2 separate regions of the Mus musculus genome follow, and region 2 is linked to region 1. A link is a contact called in public Hi-C data. All regions are on one chromosome and are shown on one strand. Each heading gives the region's core, a stretch centred on a gene start, on an enhancer-like site or on the middle of the called end of the contact. The rest is flanking DNA. Distances are from core to core; before and after follow the strand shown.

Region 1 (2,566 bases), core at 45-2,544:
AATTCTCAGAGCCAGAAAAATGTCCTGACAAATTTAATAGAAACCCAAGCTACCAGGTCCTAGTTGTACCACATGACACTCTGTATTTCATGTCAATATAACTAGGAAGTTCAACAACAGACCAAAACAGTGGCTCCACTTGTTAATTATCACTTAAACAAAACTTGAAGAGTGTAGTTTCTAGCATTTCAAAAATATTCCTCCCCTAACATCTTTCCAAAATACTTACTTTCACATTACCATAATCTATTTACCCTATGGTTATCTTTCCCATACAAATGTCTCCAAATAGCTGAAGTACAACTGTCAAAATAATTTATAAAGGAGATGTATAGTCCCGTCCATATAAAACAAGTAGCCTTTTGAGAATCAGTGAAATAACTTTCATAGTAATTTAATTTTTCCACCAAGCATTGTTCTACTCACAAGGGCATGACATATCAAAAACAAAAAAGAATAACTTACTATGTCTATGAAGAAGTTGGGTGTGGTGGTTCACACATGTGATCTCAGCACTGGACGGCTGAGGCAAAAGGATTGGGTCTCTGCAGAGTTGAAAAGCTACCCTGGTCTACAGATTTCCAGGCCAGCAAGGGCTACATAGAGTGACTCCGGTTTCCAAAAAAAACAAAACAACAACAACAACAACTTAAGGGCTTCCTTCCTGTTAGGCATCTGCCCTTCAACTTTCACAAAGTTTGCCAGGGCTAGTGAAGCCAGACCGCCGGGTCACGGGAGCGCACGCACGGGGCAGCGGGAGGTGGGACGCAAGCGCCCCAGGCGCACCGGCGGCGATCGGCTGTCCCGCGAGGCTCCGAGTCCGACGCCTTCTCCCACCCTGGCGACGCACGGCTCCCGGCGCGGAGTTCTGAGCTCCGCCGCGCTCGGGATCACCGGGACGGCCGTCAACAGCAGCCGCTTTCCCTCCCCGCAGCCCCGCGGCCCTGACCGGGCCTGTCTGCCCCGACGGGTCGAGAGAGCGGGCGCCCGCGCCTTCCCTCGGCTGGCCGCCCGGGGTCGCCAGAGCGCACGAGACCCACGTCGTCCCCCCCTTCCCGGGTGATCCTCACCCTCCACCGGCGTCTGCCGAGTCCACCTCCTCCTCCGCCGCCATCGCTTTCATCACCGCCGCCGCGCAAGCGCAGGGACACACCTCGAAGCCGGCTGACAGGCCGACTGGGCGGCCCCGGGCCGCGGCCGCCCTTAAGACCGCACCGCCCGCGCATGCGTCGTCCGCCCGCTGGGACGATCCGAGGGCGCGGCCGCGCCACCGCAGGCTCGGCGTCCCAGCGGCCCGGCCTCGCAGACACGCATGCGCTGCCCGCCTGTCGCGCGGAGGCGGGGGCACTGGTAAGGAAGGTCAGCCCGACGCCGCGGGAGCCTAGGTAGTCATCCGTCGGAATAATGACCATTAATGCGTCATTCCGCCCGTGTGGACTGCCCTGGACGGGGCGCTAGGCAAGCCGTAGGTAGCCTGGAGTGAGACCCCAGCCAGAAATAGCCTGAGTGGCAGAAGTGCGCATCCTGTGGTGCTGGACCCTCCAGCCCTTACTTTCAGGTGGTGGCCTCTAGGAACTTGCACTCCACCCTGCCAGACTCTAGACTCCGGAAGGCTGAGAGCTTATGTGTGGGTACTAGAATTACACACACACCACCACCATCACCACCACCACCATCATCATCCCCACAGACCACAGAAGAGAGGGGCGAGGGAGGGAGAGAGGGAGAGCACTTCCTAGAATCCATTCTAAAATGATAGAGGGCTGAGGGCTCATAAAAATATTCTCATGAGCTCGATATGGTGGTCCACACCCTTCAAAAACACTTGGGAGTCAGAGGCAAACACATTTCTGTGAGTTGGATTAGCCTGATTAGCCAGCCAGAGCTACACAGTGAGACCCTGTCTTTAAAATAAATAAATTTAAAGGGGAGAGGGCTCGAGGGATGGCTCAGTGGTTAAGAGTGCATACTGTCCTATAGAAGAGAATGGGTTTGTTTCCAGCATCCATGTGGAGCCCCACAACTGCTTGTAATTCCAGTTCCAGGGGAGCAACACCCTCTTCTGGCCTCAGAGCACCTTAATGTATATGGTGCACATACAGGCAAGGAGGCACACCCTCGAGTGGGATTATTTTAATAATTTTTTTCCTGGTTAAGGGACGTGAGCAAATGCGTGAAAGTGATAAAGAGTAAAGCTCAGTACAGGCAAATGAAAGTCAGCAGCTAGCAAGTAAGTCCAAGACTGCGCTTTAAAAATAGAATTCAGAACTATGGCACTCACTGTGATTAAACAAATAGAGGCATCCTGGTGTTGCATAAGGGATGTTTCCCTTGGCTGGGGGCAGGTTCCTCCGGTCAGGAGAAAGTGTATGAACTAGCCTAGCTCTTTGTGCTTGTGACAAGCTGCCTACAGCTGGAGCTGTGTTGTGCAGGGGCCATCTATGCATTAGTTCCTAGGTTCAATTCCCATCCTGCCCTCTACCCCACACTCCAAAAAATGAAATTCTGAGAATATGTAATAGGTTCTCTTAGTTCAGCCACACCTGGGTGGTACTGATGCCCGGAA
Region 2 (2,566 bases), core at 39-2,538, 220 kb after region 1:
GCCTCCACATATACACGCAGCATGCATGTACATACATATACATATACATTATATATATATGTGTGTGTGTGTGCGTGTGTATAAAAATATATAAATACGCAGTATTATAAATTGTTGCTCCCTCTCTGAGGCTCTCAGTGGCTCTGTCCTGCCCATATATGCTAATGTTGAGAGGTGACTGGGAGAGGTGCAGGTGTGTCTGTACTGGCTCGAGGACGTACCTTGCAAACAGCATACCAAATCACTCTGTTACCAGTATTTGTTGTTTCTCCTAAAGGAAAATACAGAAAATGATTTCAGTGCATTCTATTTGTTTCAATTTTGTTTAAAGTAAAACTACATATTCTAGGACAAGACAAACCTGCAAACTGCAAATCTGTCCTTGGTGACCTGTCTCCTCCTATTATCTTTCTTCCCTCTATTAATTACTATTCCCCTTTCCCTGCCACTGCAAGAGACTGAAGCCAGGGCTTTGCTCATGCTAGGCAAGTTTTCTGTCACTAAGTCCCAGTCCCAGTTCCAGTCTCAGCCCCAGCCCCAGCTCCAGCCCCAGCCCGAATCACAGCTTTTAAAAAAATAGTTGCAATGAACCCCAAGAACACCTGCCATTTTCTAAAGACCTCCTAGGTAATAGGCCCTGAACCTGCATCTGCTGAATCCTAACTGTGCACCAGCAAAGAATGAATAATGAAGCTCAACTTGTCTGATTTATCTCTGACTAGGATCCTGCTCGGCCTGCCTATACCCCTGGACAAGTTCACCAAGCTCCCACTACAGCAGCAGAGGAGAGGAACCCGCATAAGACACTCCTAAGCAAGGCAGAAATGCATTGTGATGCCAGCAACAGGCAGCACACGAAACACCTTCATGTCTGCCACCAAAGAGTAAACAAAACTGTCACTATGAGCAAAGCAGCTGCACTGTTTCCCATCCCGAGCACAGTAAGGAGTCCTTTCCAAAGTGGGCTTATAGGCTTTCCACCAACCTGAAACACAACACAAATAAGCAAAAGGCTTGAGTAATTCTGGTAGGTCAAAGCAACTCACAGTCCCACTAAAGGTGCTGAGTGTCTGGGCAGTCAGTGAGCCTAAGTTCAGGTGTGCTTGAAAGAAAGTACAAGGTGTGGGAGAGCAGACACAAAAGATGACGTGTGGAGAGAAAGGCAAGTCTGCTGGAGTGAGAGCCAAGAGGACCCCACAGCCATTCGCACAGTCTCCCATTCACTGGCGGGTAAACTGCAGCTTACCAGCCAGCCTGCCTGCCTGCCAGACCCTTCAGCCCCAAGTGGGCCTTAGCAGCTCCTCCCACTAGCCCTGCCTGCTTCTCTCTCCAACAGCCATTCCTGCAGTTTCTCTATCAAGGCAGCATGGTAGTTAAGCACTGGTTCTGAAAGCTATCCTTCATATGAGTCCAGACCATCAATCACAAGCCACAGGTCCTCAGCAAGTTACCTGACCTTACTGTACAGTCAGCTCCCTCAGTAGACATGTTACTAACAAGAACACAGCCCTGCCGGTAAGCCTAGCACTCAAAGGGCAGAGTAAGAAGGATCAAGAGTCTGAAGCCAGCCTGGTTTATATAAAATGCCACTATATTTCATCCCCAGACAAACTAAGTCAAACACACAGACTCTAAAGGCTGTGGAGGGGGATGGAGAGATGGCTCAGCAGGGCAGCACTCTTACCGCTCTTGCAATGCTCTTACCTAAGCTCCATTCCCAACATTTCACCTCAGATGGCTCACAAACACCTGCAACTCAGAAACCATCTGAAACTTCAGCTCTCTGTGGCACCTGCACTCATCATGTGCAGTGCACACACATGTGCAACTCACACACGTGCATGTGCACACTCAAAGGCAATAGAAACAAATCTTTTCTGTAGGTTAAGAATAGTAGAGATCAAATACGCTATATGACTACAATATTTGTGATCAGAAAACACACCGCCCACAACCTTGTTTGTGCTGCCGCATTCCTGCTGTTCCTCCTGGCTGCTTGTCTACATCAAGCGAAGAGCTCACTGAACTAGGTTCTTGCGTCCCTAACACATCAAACTGAAAAACTAGCAATAAGAAAGATCTTGGGATACAGAAAATAATATGTCTAACAACACTAAAATCTGATTTTCTTTTTCTTTTCTTTTTTGTTGTTGCTGTTGTTGTTTCTTTGTTTTTGAGATGGGGGTCTCACTATGTAGTCCTGCTCTGTAGACTGGCCTTAAACTTAGAGGTCTATCTGCCTCCTGAGTGCTGGGATTAAACGTGTGTACCACCACTCCTTGGCTAAAATCTGATTTTCAATAAAATGCCTTTTAAAGAAATGTAAGTACTTGCTTCCCTGCTGCAATGTTTGACTTAGTATCACTATGTAGCCCAGGCTGGCCTCCACTCCAGATCTTCCTGCCTCAGTCTCCCACATGCCAAGATTACAAGACTACATCATCACGCCATCTTAAGTAATATACTCATAGCAAATCTGAACGTATAGAATGGAAAACTTTAACCTCGAGAGTAAAGGAGTGGCCACGGTGCTGGGAGGACATCCGCACTCTTAGCTACCTACGGT

The links. Hi-C and Micro-C count contacts between places; a contact is called where the count stands out from the background.
Region 2: a contact with region 1 is called in a Hi-C map of CD4 T cells, with 2.6 times the contacts expected there. The contact joins the enhancer-like site here to the promoter of Abhd5 in region 1. A contact is called at or near these places in 2 of 39 promoter capture datasets (macrophages and neutrophils), 2 of 484 Hi-C or Micro-C datasets (CD4 T cells and the N1E-115 cell line), 1 of 115 datasets of contacts at active chromatin or transcription factors (bone marrow-derived macrophages) and 2 of 9 other capture datasets (adipose tissue and liver).

The regions. Positions count from the first base shown.
Region 1 is chr9:122,350,344-122,352,909 of GRCm38.p6, reverse strand. It overlaps Abhd5 (abhydrolase domain containing 5), which reads right to left and starts at 1,294. Exons shown (of 7, transcript NM_026179.2): 1 at 1,071-1,294. The coding sequence starts at 1,123.
Region 2 is chr9:122,129,598-122,132,163 of GRCm38.p6, reverse strand. It overlaps Snrk (SNF related kinase), which reads right to left. Exons shown (of 8, transcript NM_001357775.1): 2 at 222-271. Among named protein-coding and RNA genes, the nearest start is that of Snrk, 14 kb to the right of the region's middle. Within about 2 kb of position 1,288, at least 24 of the 459 cell types and tissues checked have an H3K27ac peak or open chromatin away from gene starts, as enhancers often do. A contact at or near this core is called in liver, where this site is marked.